Regions from separate parts of the Capsicum annuum genome. Here region 2 is linked to region 1. A link is a contact called in public Hi-C data. All regions are on one chromosome and are shown on one strand. Each heading gives the region's core, a stretch centred on a gene start, on an enhancer-like site or on the middle of the called end of the contact. The rest is flanking DNA. Distances are from core to core; before and after follow the strand shown.

The links. Hi-C and Micro-C count contacts between places; a contact is called where the count stands out from the background.
Region 2: a contact with region 1 is called in a Hi-C map of placenta, with 5 times the contacts expected there. The contact joins the promoter of LOC107870981 here to the enhancer-like site in region 1. A contact is called at or near these places in 3 of 5 Hi-C or Micro-C datasets (bud, leaf and placenta).

What each region holds. Positions count from the first base shown.
Region 1 is chr5:182,967,212-182,974,758 of UCD10Xv1.1, reverse strand. No RefSeq gene overlaps it. Among protein-coding and RNA genes, the nearest start is that of LOC107870980, 70 kb to the right of the region's middle. Within about 2 kb of position 5,033, at least 5 of the 5 cell types and tissues checked have an H3K27ac peak or open chromatin away from gene starts, as enhancers often do. A contact at or near this core is called in bud and leaf, where this site is marked.
Region 2 is chr5:183,060,109-183,067,655 of UCD10Xv1.1, reverse strand. LOC107870981 (ABC transporter G family member 1) reads left to right here and starts at 4,078. Exons shown (of 9, transcript XM_016717717.2): 1 at 4,078-5,031; 2 at 5,726-5,805; 3 at 5,904-6,368; 4 at 6,549-6,635; 5 at 6,726-6,851; 6 at 6,952-7,146; 7 at 7,445-7,531. The coding sequence starts at 4,470.

The DNA.
Region 1 (7,547 bases), core at 3,784-6,283:
TTTACAGTGTTAATTTTTTTAATCTTCAATGACTAATGAAGATTCACCCTCATTCAAGTTGGATATTTATCAAATGAAATCAACAAAGGTGTTCTTGCAAGTGGCTAAGTTGTGGGTTTTATCTCTGGGTATCTTTGATTACAGAAAAGAAGATTTTCATAAAAATAGGTCAAAGAACCGCAATGATCCAGAAAAGATGAAGAAGCTTAGAGAAGATTATGCGGTAATAAATCAAGAATCGGATATGCACATGACAGATCAAGATGAATTAGATCAAATCGCTAAGCCTTCACAGAATCAGGTAGCGAATTTGATGATGATTCATATAGGTGATACATATATTTTTTTGTCAATGCGCTTGATACATATATAAAGTTGTTAATTTCTCGATTCATTTTCTTATCATAACGGTGATACATATTGGTGATATGTTTTCAGAACTTGGTGATACATATGGCAGATATATTTTGATAGTAATTCATATTTTTGATTCATTTATAAATGTTTGATAAATATAATATATGTATTAAAATTTATATGATATATATTTTATTCCTTTTCGGCTCAAAGGTTTTGAAAAATATTATTTTTGACTGTTTAAACTATTTCAAAACTTTAAAAAAAATCGAAACAATTTTTTTAAAAAAAAGAGTCACCACTTGATTTTTTAAGAAAAAATCAAGAGATAGTAAAGATAATCCAAAATCTCAACAACAGAAATAAAGCTTTGAAATAAAGAAACTAGATAAGGATTTAGGTAACACCTGAGAAGGGTTTTAAGACATTCAAGAGCACCTATTAAACGGTTGACCAAAAGATAATTTTGACTGATTTGACTATTTTTGAAAACATGACTACTTTTATAAAATTCTTGAAATTCGTTTACAAAATATGACATTTATTTTATTCGAATGAAAAGTAGTTCATTTAACTTAAACAATTCTCTTAACAAGAAAGTTGAACTAAATTCGATTTTTGTCAATTTGAGGGAAAAATAAACTATATTCATGGAAATGAAAGAAAAATGATCTTTTATAATAAATAAATAATTTTTTTGAGTGAAAGAAATTTTTAAAGAAAAACACCAATTTGAACAAGTTATGAAATATCTAACTAATTACAGGATTTTCGATTTTTAAAAGAAAAATTGACTTTTATGTTTGTAGAGAGTTTAAATTAAATGAAGTAATTTAACCCATTGATGAAACAAAATGTCATTTTGAATTTTTTTAAAATTCGTTTTAAGAGAAAACATAAAGAAAAGTATATTTTTTATTAATTTCGAACATTGTACTATGTGATAAACAGTACTCAAAGAAAAAATACAGAGATAAACAAAAATAACAATTCAAAGAGGAGATTTATTAAGGTTAATCAAATTTAAGAATTTAATACAACAAATAATCAAATATGAACTTACAAATAAATTAAAGAAGAAAGGTTTATGATTTAAGCCCATTAGAATCTGCCCAGTTTTTTGGGCTTATTTTTGTGGATTTTCAGTCCTTTCAGCTCTGTGTATACTGGTTGTATGTTACAGCTCCTTTTTCCTGCATTTTTTCTGTATATTACTGTGTATACATGATATACCAGTGTAGAAACCTGCGTATTTTGTTTTATTTTTTTATATACACCACCCGACCATGTGTAGGTACTGATTTCGTACACCTGCTGTATTTTGGAGTATATGAGTGTATATCTGCCTGTTTCTTCACATTTTAGCACATTTGAGCTGCTGCGTTAGGGCTTGACTCGAGAGGAACTTTGTTGAGTTTTGAACCAACTCGAGGACGCAAGGGAAAATGGAGTCCAATAGTGGACTCAACCCGGATTTCACATGTCAAACGAAACAAAGGTAAGGAATTAGAATCATTTCGGAACACATAATTTGCAAAGTTCAAAAATTGATCAATATGCATTTCGTGTGGATTGGTTTCTACACGAGTGGGTTTTGATGAAACATAAAAAAAAAAATACACCAAAATGACATAAAAGCCAGTCATATCACACATGAACAAATGTTGGACTGATTAGTTTGCAAGTAAAATAGAAATGAGCATTGTGGCTGTTTTTCAAAGAAGCATAACCCAAGAGGAAAGAAGCAAAAAGTTGAAAGCCATCGATAGACACTCAAACTTGTTGCCAAAATTCACTTAGAAACCTAAACTAATGTCTGTTCCTATCAGGCCTCTAAACCCCCTACATTTTGTTCCAAGTGAGTCTTTTTTGCCCTATCAGCAAAAAACTCAAAGTGTGTGTTGCACACACGCGATGACGTGGCAAAATGAGCTAATTGGAAGCTGACATGTGGCATTGTGGATCCAATAATTATTAAAAATTAATTATATTTATTTTTTTAAAAGTATATACAAATGACATTGAGGAAATTATTAAAAGATAATTCTAAAATTATTTAAAAAATAAAAAAAACTGATTATTTAAAAAAATTATAATTTTTTTAAAAAAGAAATAAATTATTAAAAAAATATTTTTTTTAAAAAATAATTATTAAGAAGAATTATAAATTTTTTTAAAAAATGAAAATAAAAAATGGCGAGGATATAAATTATGAAAAAATAATTATAAAATTATTTGAAAAATAAAAACAAAAAACTGATTATTTAAAAAATTATAAATTTTTAAAAAATGAAATAAATTATTAAAAAATTATTTAAAAAATAAAAAATTAATTATTAAAAAAAATTATAAAATTTTTTAAAAAATGAAAATAAAAAATGGCATTGAGGATATAAATTACGAAAAAATAATTATAAAATTATTTGAAAAATAAAAATAAAAAACTGATTATTTTAAAAAATATATATATATATTTTAAAATGAAATAAATTATTAAAAAATTATTTAAAAAATAAAAAATAATTATTAAAAAAATTATATAACTTTTTAAAAAATGAAAATAAAAAACGGCATTGAGGATCCAAATTATTAAAAAATAATTATAAAATTATTTAAAAAATAAAAATAAAAGCCTAATAAAAAAAGAAATTATAAAATTATTTAAAAAATAAAAAAACTAATTATTAAAAAGAAATTATAAAAAATTTTAAAAAATAAAAATAAAACTCCCCCACCTACCCTTAGCCCCCAAGCCCCCAACGTATGTTTTTATTAAAAAAAAAAAATTGAGACTCCCTAATGGTTTAAAAAGGGCCTTTAGTGTTTAAAAAAAAAATTATTATTAAAAAAGTTTTGGAGTCCTCAATGCCACTTGGCATCTTTTTATTTGTAAATTAATAAAAAAAATGTTCCTCACGTGCCTCCCACAATAGCACTGCACGCGCAGTGCCACATAGGCAAAAAAGGCCCAATTGAAACAAAATGTGGGGTGTTTAAGGGCTTGATAGGAACAGGTCTTAGTTTAGGTGTCTAAGTGAATTTTGACAACAAGTTTGAGCGCCTATCGATGGCCTTTGGCCAAGCAAAAATGGGCATGGTGGCTTCTAACAAATGGATAGATAACAGCACAAAGAACCACGAGAAGGTTATTATGTCTTTGTAACTTCTATCGAGCGTGGTGAGGCTTACTTCACCGTCCTCTTCTCAAGGAATGAAGTGGACAAGCATACGAGAGGATGAGAGTAACACTTATTATGGCTAAAGAAAGAAACCAATGCTCGCTTGGAGCTCCAAATTAAGAACTTTCAAAGACCATAACATATCATGAATGTTTCGTCTTTAGTTCTGGTTTCTCAAAAATCATGAAGGTTTTCAGTTTTGTTAGATCTCTTAAACTCTATAAAGAGTTAACAAAACCTCTACTTTCAAAAGCAGAACTAACTAAATCGGCTCGATTATTACCTCAAACAACTTTGAATAAACAACAACAAAAACAATTTGAGCCTAAATGTTATTAAAACAATAGCAAGGAAAATCTCATAAACCGGCTTTAATCAATTCTACTCCTAATCAAAGAAAGAAATCAAGGCTGACGAGACGTAGAACCTCTAAATAGAAACTTCACATATATTCACCATAACAAATATGCAGTCAAAGAAATGCATGAATTACCTATTTAAAAATTTAACTTTTATTTAAATATTTTTTTAAAAAAAAATCTTTGAACACAAAAAGGGTATCATTTTAAACCTCTTCAAATACCAGATGAAGGGGTAAATACGAAGTAATAACAAAAAAAATCTTCAAAATAAAAATTTAGAGTTAATAAGCAACATCAAGATAAAACCAAAATGAGAAACAAGAGCCTAACAGTAGCCATACAAACTAAAGCAAGAACATCTATTTAGTAGAATTACATAACAAACGTTGTAACACGAAAAATTTTATGGATTTCAAGGCTTCTACAACAAACAATCCCGCCATTACTACAATTATATAAAATAGCTACTAAGGAGCTAAAAAAAAGAAAGGTGTGTTTACCTTTTTAGGGACAACAAACTAGACTACGAGCTTCATCGAAATTTCTCTACTACCACCGGAATGAAATCAGATTCTTAACCTAGAAATTCGAGCTCAATCAAGTTTTATCAAATTTCTTGACCCCGAAATCACTTTTATTTGAGCAAAAAATTCCTTACTTTGAGGCTCTTCGCTCTTGAATCCTCTCTCCAACCTCGTTTTACTACAACAGTGAAAGTATCTATAAGAAGGAGATTAGGGTCGATTTTTGGAATCGGTCGATGTGGGAGACGGGACTTTGAGGTTTTTTTTTGGTATTTTCAAAAGGGAAAATTCAAATTTCAAACTAGGTATAAGGTTGGGTGAGGTGAATTTCGTACTATTCTTGTACGAATTCGAATCTCAAATTTGAAAACACTCAAACGGATTGAGATTTCGTTTTTGAGAGGTCTAGAAGCTTTTGGGGTACAAGACTTTGTGCTTAGCACGCAGACTCATACAAAAGAGGGACAAGAAGACAACGACGTTTGGAAGTAAACATCGTTGGTCACCGTCATTTGGTTGTTGCCTTCTTTCTGTTGGTGATATTGTTGTTGTCGTTGATGGGTAAAGGGGGAAAAGATTGGGTCGGGTCGATTAGGCTGGTTGTAGGCTGATGGAGCGGGCCAGCTGAACTTTGGGCCTGGGTTATATAATTTTTAAAATGGGGTAGGGGCTGGACTGATTTAGGAATAGAGTTTTAGGATTAGGTTAGTAGGTTAGAATTTCATTCAATTTAAATTTAATTTAACCATATTGAAAATTAATTAGCCAATGACATTGCAATTTTGATCAAATTAATTTTAATTGTGATCAAAATTCACTAAATCGACTAAATTGAATTAAAATTTGGAATGAATTATAAATCGGTTTAATTTTGAGTTTCTTGGCTTAATAAAATTAAATAAATATTTTTTAGATAAATTATTTTTGAAAATAAATTATATCTAAATCAAGATCTTACTCATTTGAATTACCTGATTAAAATTTAAGTTTCTGTAAAATAATTATTTAAGTAACAAAATTATATGATTTCGTATATATGAATATGAAAAATATATAATCATTACTTAAAATGAAAAAATTATCTAGTAAATACTTTGGGAAGTTTTTATTTTTATAAAATAAATGTTGCAATTTTACTTAAAAGCGAAGAAACTCAGGATTAAACTTAATCGTGGAGGAAAAAAATTAAGCGTCAACAACTATCCCTTCCCTTTGGGTAGGGTGGATGGAAGTAACCCTGCGCAAAGAAAGTTTGACGTGCCTAATTTTTGTCCAACCACAAATTTAATTTTTGAAAAAGATAGATTTTTGTACGAGTTTCATGGAGTTATGGATGGATCCCGATATCAGGTTTCCTACATATCCAGGTTGCATCAGAATTCATGTCACTTGTAGTTCATAAAACTTGGTTTTAAGCATGATTTTAAGGAATTCACAAATTATTTCAATTTTTAAATTTTTACCGAAAAGTTGGGGAATCAGAGGATTAAGGAGGGGGAGGTTGAAATGCAGTCAAGTTTTCAACAAAGAGCCCAACCTATATATCTTCAAGATTAAAAAAAATCAGACTACTGTATTTACTCAATCGGTAAAAAATATAGTTTTTATTTTAGACGATCTTTGGATTAGGATGAGTAACAAGTTAATTGAGTTGTGGAAAAGAGGATTGTAATCTCTTAACCATGAATTTGGAGCTCTTCACATCTATAGGTAAGAATTTACCCCGACATAATTTCTTAAGCTCAAGGTGTGTTGTCACTCAAATTTGAAGGAAAGAGAAGGTTACTTCCATTATGAGTTTAGAAACATCCCGGGAGTGAAACTGAAACCAAAATATCCTGAAGTACCCACATGCCTTCTGATAGGAGTGTGGTTTGATATTGGTTGCAATCATCCTTTATCTCGTGTCCAAAGAGTCTGACATCCCTCTCTAAAATACGTCCCAATTTGCTACTAAAAAAAAGTTCTACGTTGTGCTGCATCCTTTTTGGAGTCATCTGCACCTGTGATTTTGGTTTGAGATTTTCATCCTCTCGGATGCTCTAGACAATTTCTCAAATAAAAATTATTAGTGATAAACATAATTTATGAAGGGGTATGTATTATCTTACCATATCTTCATGTGAGTTGCTATCGGAGAAATGAAGTCATCCTTTCACGTGGCTATTTGAAGGGCAGTAATTTTTGCAATAATAGTCACAACAACCCTCTTGGTTGTTGGATAAAATATCTCTTTTATCGATTGAATATTTCTTCAAAGTGGGGTCTCCCTCTTGAACACCGATGACACTTTGTGTAGAACGGTCCCTGCAATCGCATAATCTTATGATGATGTGGTAACCTTTTTGGTCACTATCACGATCCAGACTAAGACCTGGCCATGACAGGCATCTCAAGTCCGTCGAGGATCGGAGACCATTCCCATTTCCTAGTCAACAGAATACAACACACACTAACATGGACTGAAGTTCGAACATATAATAAGATAAAGTAACATAAGTTCAATGATTCTGAGTTATATCAATAACCACCAACTGTCGTGCCCTATTTTTGCCAAGGTTAAAAAAAACATGACCCATGAACTTTTAAAAGGATTAAATATTTATACAGAGTTTTCACCTAATTTTGTAAGGAAAATAAGAAAACCTATTTATTTGTTAACACATTTGACTTATGTTTTAGTTTGTAAAAAAATAATTGAGATTCCAAGTAAAGGTTCAAATTATTCTGAAGGGAAGGGGTTAGACATCTTTCAGAATCCACAAATGGGGTACCCGGCTAGACTAAATTTATCAAAGAGGGAGGAGGTAGAAATATTTAAAATGATGTAAAGGGTGTATGTATATAAAGTGTGTAAGTAAAATCTATTGTTATATGTGCACAAAAAATATATAAAAGTACTTATAAATGTACAAAATATGTATGAAAAAAAAAATACTCTGTAACATATGAAAGGAAAAGTATCTTTTATGTACTAAAAAGAAAAAAAAGTATTTTGCAAATAATACTACATACTTGATAGAGATCATGTACTTGAAAAGAAAAGACTACATAATGTTTATGATGTAAATATGTATAAATTAATTGATTAATTTGATTTATTTTTGTAAGTATTAATGACCTAA
Region 2 (7,547 bases), core at 2,829-5,328, 94 kb before region 1:
TTAACTGGTGGAATTTGAGACATGTGATAAAAGATAATAAAATCTTAATTTCTAATGGGGATTTTTAAAAAATAGCTACATTTTGCTGGAAAACTCACCTTTCATAGCCATATTTTACATAATTACCATTTATAGCCGTTGTATTCAATTTACGTCCGTTGTATTCGATTTTATCAATAATCTGTATTCATATAAAATATAAATACAGTACCATTTAGCTTTTGTATTCGATTCACAGCTGTTGAATTCACTTTTACTTAGTGGTCTGTATTCATAAAAACATAAGTACACTACATATTTAGTCTTTCCAAAAACACTACCATTTTTTTTCTTTTTATTTCTTTTATATTTCTTCTTTTTCATTTTTTCCTCGTTTTTTTCTTCTTGTTTTTATGATTTTTCCTATTTTTATTTTTTATATTTTTTATATTTTTTTTCTCTCTTCTATCTCTCTTTCTTTTTTTTTTCTTTTCTTTTTTTTGGTTTTCTTTTTTGTACTATTTTCTTTATCATTTTTTTGTTCTATTTTATATTTTTTTTATTTTAAAAAAATATAACTACTCAAGCACAAGTCATTGATGATAACGTAAATACCATAATTGTTTATTTATTTGTAGTCACACCGTCATTTATATTTTTGTATTCATTGATACAATTATATTTTTATTTGTATTTTAAAGTTCGCGCTTGTATTTGTTTGTTGTAGTTCACGTTTATATTTGTATTTTATAGTTCGCACCATCATTTATATTTTATATAATTCACACTTGTATCTTAAAGAACTGTTTTGTATTTGTATTTTATAATTGACTGTATATTATATTAGATTATATTTGTATTATGATTTTATTGTGTTTGTATATTAAGATTATATTTGTATTTGTATTCTATTTTCGTCGATGTCCTTTTAGTTTTAAAGAATTATTTTGTATTTGTATTTGTAAGTTGATTGCATATTGTATTTAGCCATGATTATGTACAATTTATCATTTGTATTTGTATATAAACAAGTAAATGCATTAATTGTATTTTCTTGATTCTAAAATATATAAATTTGCAATGTATCATTTGATACAAATGTACTGCTTTGTATTTGTATGTCAAAATTATTATTCGTACTTGTAAATAAATAAATATCACTTAATACAAATACAATTACAAATAAATGAAACCAACGATTTTAAAAATACAAATACATATTGTATTTTTATAAAAATTTGAATTGTATTTATTTGTATCAATAAATACAACTCGTATAAATAAATACAAATAAATATTCGTAAAAAGAAAATCAATCTTTCCTTTTCAATAATTAAAAAATACAAATGATAGTTCACACTTATATCTATATGTTATAATTCGCATTTATATTTGTATTTTATAGTTTCCACTTATATTTATATGTTATAATTCACCTTTGAATTTATATTTTATAGTTCGCACTTGTATTTATGTTTGCAAGTTCGCACAAATAAAAGAAGAAAAAAAAAAGAAGAGAAAAATGTGAGAAAAATACAAAAAAAGAATAAGAGTAATAGAAAATAGAGAAAAAAATAAAAGAAAAAAATAGGAGAAAAAAAAGAAAAAAAAAGACAAAATGAAAAAAAGACAACGAAAAAGAAAAAACTGCAAAAAGAAAGAAGAAAGAGAAAATTAAAAAAAAAATGAAGAAAAAACTGAAAAAAAGAGTAATAAAAAATAGAGAAAAAAAAGAGGAGAAAAAATAAAAAGAAAAAAAATACAAAAGAAAAAAAGAAAATAAAAAAATTGAAAAGAGAAAAGAAAGAGAAAACGAAAAAAAGGAAAATTAAAAAAGAAGGGAAAAAAAGGTAAAAAAAAAAAAGGAAAGACAAAATGAAAAAAAGACAATGAAAAAGAAAAAATTGAAAAACGAAAGAAGAAAAAAAAAAAGGAAAAGAGAAAATGAAGAAAAAAACTGAAAAAAAAGAGTAATAGAAAATAGAGAAAAAAACAAAAAAAGGAGAAAAATAAAAAGAAAAAAGAAAAAAAAAATACAAAAGAAAAAAAAAAGAATTGAAAAAAGAAAAGAAAGACCAAACGAAAGAAAAGGAAAAGAAAAAAAGAAGGAAGAAAAAGAAAAGTAATAGAAAATAGAGAAAAAAAATACATGAGAGAAACTATGAATTGTAATTATGAAAAATTAATAGGTTAGAGGAGGTTATGGATTGTAATTAATTGAAACTAGGCTAAATATGATAATTAGGAGTCAATATTGACTAAGTTATGTAATTGTCCCATTTCTAATCACCCTACCATACTTTTTGACAATCACATAATTCAGTAATTTTAATCAAAATCATGTATTTATATATGTTAATATATTTTTTTGTATAAATATAAATACAAGATTATTTGTCGATTGCGAAATCTTTGTAATATAGATATATTCTTATGTACATTTTTCTTTAAAAAAATTGTTTTCTTAGGATAATTAAGGGAAGGTTTTGGGTTCGAAATCGAGAGGGCGTCATGCAGAAGCTATTAGTTGCAAACCATAAGACGATAAATCAAACGACACATGAAAAATTAAACTAAAAATATATTATTGGATATGGTTTGGCCAAACGACCTACAAATTTAAAATAAAATTGAAAATCGTAAAACTTATTGGGAGAAATCTCCCCCTAAATAAGACTCTTTAAACGATTACATTGTGAATGATATTGTGTTGTTGTATGAGAAAAGGGTCTTCTATTTATAGAGTTTCAAAACTTTTCCTACAAGAAAGAGGTTAGCCAAATATAGAAAAGAATTATATTTTCTTTTTAGGAAAAATAAAAGTAATTATGGTTACTTTTATTTTCCTTCCAAGAAAAATTAAAAACTTAATTTGGTAAGAAAATCAGGGCAAAAATCCTAACAAATCTCCCCTTTTTAGCTTGATTTTCTTCACTTGATCCGCCTTCTTCACATCTTTAATCTTTGTTCTTCACATAGTCTTCATCATTGCTGCTTGACATGCTTAAAAATGAAGCTTTTGAGTTAAAAGTATATGAGCCTTTTTCGGGTTAAAAATATTGGAGCCCTTTTGCAGGGTTAAAAGTGAACTTTATTTTCAAATATATGACAGCAGGATTGTTGAAAATATGATTAACAATTATCTCCACATGTAGCTTTTGGACATATATCTTCATTATCATCAAATTGATTGCAACTTTGTTCAACAATTGAACGATCGATTTATTGAACCGTGGGCTCTGATACCACTCGTTGGGTTCAAAATCGAGAGGGCGTCATGCAAAAGCTTAAAGTTTGCAAACCATGAGATGATAAATCAGACGACAAAGAAAACTAAACTAAAAACATAATATTATTGATATGTTTTGGTCAAGAGACCTACATATTGAAAATCTAATATCGAAAAGCATTAAAAACTATTGGGAGAAAATCTTTCCTAAACAAAAATCTTAAACAACTACCTTGTGGATATTATTGTGTTATGGTATGAGAAGCGAGTTTTTTATTTATAGAGTTCTAAAACTTTTCCTTCAAGAAAGAGATTAGCCAAATATGGAAAAGAATTATATTTTCTCTTTAGGAAAAAATACAAGTAATTATGGTTACTTTTATTTTTCTTCCAAGAAAAAGTAAAAACTTAATTTGATAAGAAATCAGAGCAAAAATCCTAACACATGGACCACACATCTCGTCGGATATATACAACACAATCCTAACACATGGACCACACATCTCGTCGGATATATACAACACAATGCAAAACTTCTTTTATTGTCTAGCATATATTCCTTCATTTAATTCAGATGGATTGAACAATCCATGTGATTGTTGACAACTGACAATTATATATTCTTGGCTTAAACATAATTTTTTTTAAAAAAAATATAAAATTTTGATGGATATTATCGTTGATGATATGGGATTTTCGAAGGAAGTTCGAAAATTTCCATTTTAAGTAGTAAAATAATTTATTCATATTCATTATATTACCTTTTCTTGAAAATAAAATTTATAAATTTAAAATTCCAGACCTACTTCTGCTTCTTAGTAATGCTATTAGTTATAAACTTACAGCTACAAAAAGGAGCAAACTAATTAAAAACATAAATTCATCGAGAAGATGGAAAAACCAAAGTGAAGATGCCAATAGCAATTCTGTTTTCACACAATTGAGAAGTCTTTGATCAACCTTGTTACTAGAGAGGAAATGGTAAACGAAGGCTAAACTTTAGTCCAAAATGAATATATTTCTTTGTACATATTCGTTTGTTCCTTAGCTAAATTCCTTGCCTTGTTGGAAGTCAATCTAGTCTATTTTATTAGTCAATATTTTATCACAACTCCAAATTTCCCAATACCTTCCTCATTGCCGCTATAAATACGAACCCTTTTTCCATTCTTTTCCATGCACATCGTCTCTCTTTTTCTTCTTTCCTATATCGAATTCCAGCAACTAGCTCAAAATCACACACGAATTAACCGAGTGACAAATGGAGTTACAACCTAATGTTCCGAGATGGACACCTAGTCCAAATATATCACCACATAGACGTCATGAATCCGAGACAAATGAAAGTGTTAGCTCGGAAGAAGACATTTCTTTTAGCAACATTAACCATCAAACCAAAAATTTCCCATTTAGTAGTCCTAGTAGTCCAACACCAAATATTGGTTCAATTGAAGCACCATCTCTAAGGGTAGATTCTGAAATTAAAAGATCCTTAGAAATGGAAAATTATGAACCACCACCACAAATTAGTGTTCATCCTATGATTAATACTAGTAATACTACTAATACCAATTATGCATATGATGATAATGTTGATGATCATGTGGCATTGAGTGGAAGGTTGTTTAATACTAATAAAGGTGGTGGTGGTGGTGAAGGAATTTATTTAACATGGAAGGACTTGTGGGTGACTGTGCCTGATAAAAAAAATGGGAGGAGAGCTATATTGCAAGGGCTAACGGGTTATGTTCAACCTGGTGAAGTTTTGGCCATTATGGGTCCTTCTGGTTGTGGCAAATCCACTCTTCTTGATGCTCTAGCAGGTATTCTTTTTTCTGTTTAATTATCTAGTATTTGAAATTTACTGCATCGATTAATCAATTTTTTTATCGAATAAACTTAATATAAGGGGGTAAGATACTCTCCTGTCGAATAATATTTTATTCTTAAAACGTGAAATCATATTCTAATTAGAGGTAAAGAAACTAAACTATCGCGATCTAGCTAGCCGGTAAAACATTTTAAGAGAATATGATCGAATAGTGATGATGAATTTCACTTTTTATTTCGTTTGTTGTTTAAAAGTGTTTAAAAGTGCAACGGGTCCAAAAATTCGGCATTCTGCTTAATGTTATTTTATTGTCTTGTATGAATGGTTTATGAACTACCACACACGCTAGTACAAGGATGGTGAAGGGTTCACATCTTCCATTAATTGTTGTTTGGTGTACACCAGAATGTTTGCCCAATTGAAAGACTTTTTTTTTTTCCATTGAATACTTGGTCCTAGTTTGAGGTTCTGATTCATTTAAATTTATATTGTGGTCCAACATTTTCTATCAAAATTTCTTATATTATTTCCTCAAATCCAAAATTCTTATTAAAATAGAAAGATTATATCTATGAAAGAGATCCTATCAGTGGAAGTTTTTTTAAAAAAATCATATAAACAGAGGGAAAAACAAGAATTGAAGCTTAATTTTGAAAAATAATCTGATGGACATAATACTATTACAGGGAGATTGGACTCGAACACAAGACAAACAGGAGAAATCCTCATCAATGGTCGTAGGCAGTCACTTGCTTTTGGCACTTCGGTACGCTAACTAACGTCTCTATTTTTTTTTTTCTCTAGTTTAACTTCTATACACCATCATTTCTTAACGTGACTGATTTTTTATTTTCTTTTTCAAAGGCATACGTGACACAAGATGACACGTTGATGACAACACTGACAGTGCGAGAAGCAATTTACTATTCAGCCCAACTCCAACTACCCGATTCGATGTCAAGATCCGAGAAGAGAGAAAGGGCTGAAGCAACCATAAGAGAAATGGGTTTACAAGATGCAATGAACACAAGAATTGGTGGATGGAGTGTTAAAGGGCTAAGTGGGGGACAAAAAAGAAGAGTTAGTATTTGTATTGAAATACTAAAAAGGCCAAAACTCCTATTTCTTGATGAGCCAACAAGTGGGCTTGATAGTGCTGCCTCTTATCATGTTATGAATAGAATAGTTCAATTGGCTAAACAAGATGGAAGGACTGTTGTGGCTTCTATTCATCAGCCAAGTAGTGAAGTGTTTGAACTTTTCCATAATCTTTGCCTTTTGTCTTCTGGAAGGACTGTCTACTTTGGCTCCATTTCTGCTGCAAATGAGGTACATATCACATTCTGACTTCTAAAATGTATACCTAATTAATCGACAAATACATATTGTTCTATATATTAATGTATAATATAGTACATATTTTATACCTACGCCTAGTGTAGATATTTTTATTTATTTCACTAGTAAAGTAATTGTTTTTTCCTGACCTGCCAAATGTGTAACTTGCAGTATTTTGCTTTGAACGGATTCCCATGTCCAACAATGAGGAATCCATCTGATCACTACCTAAGGACAATCAACAAGGACTTTGATATTGTAAGTATTATTGATTTATATCTTCTTCTTCGTTTAGAGATAATTAATTACTCATGAGGACTTAATTGGCTATTTATCCTAATTAATTAGGATATCGAAAAAGGAGTTACGGGAAAAACCACTGCCACAGAAGCAATCAACATTCTTGTTAAGTCATACAAGACCTCACAAGGTTGTCAACAAGTTCAACGCAGAGTTATGGAAATTTCCCAACAGGTAATTAATTTGTATAATATTAGTCATGTTGTTTTAGAATCATAATTATGGTGCATATAATACTAACTGATAATTTTATGAACATTTACTTTGTATATAGAGTGGAGGAGAAGAGGCAAAGAAAGGAAAGCAAGCAAGTTTCATTACTCAGTGTATGGTTCTCACAAGGAGGTCCTTCGTGAACATGTATCGTGACCTTGGCTATTACTGGCTTCGTTTTGCAATTTATATTGCTTTGTGCTTGTGTGTTGGCACTATTTTTCATGATATTGGTCACGACTTTGGCTCAATTCAGGTAAATATTCTATTCGTCAATATATATAAGTTAAAATCCAAAAAGTTCTAATTTATTACCACTACAAAATTTAAAAAGGAATTAGCTATGATTTATCACTAAGGTGTTGCTAATTAACCATTAGTTAACATAATTTTTTGATAGTCTATAGTTAATTCATCGTTAAATAAGATTAGCGATAAATTTCTGTTGATCACTCCAGAAGTTGTCTTTCGCCCCAATTCCTTTAGTTTTAATGTGTAAGATGCGAGTTGATTCGTCTAACAACTTTCTTGCTTCCAACTGTTATGTTTTGCAGGCTAGAGGATCAATGCTGATGTTTGTTGCTGCCTTCTTAACATTTATGGCCATTGGTGGATTCCCTTCTTTTGTTGAAGACATGAAAGTATATGCACTTACTA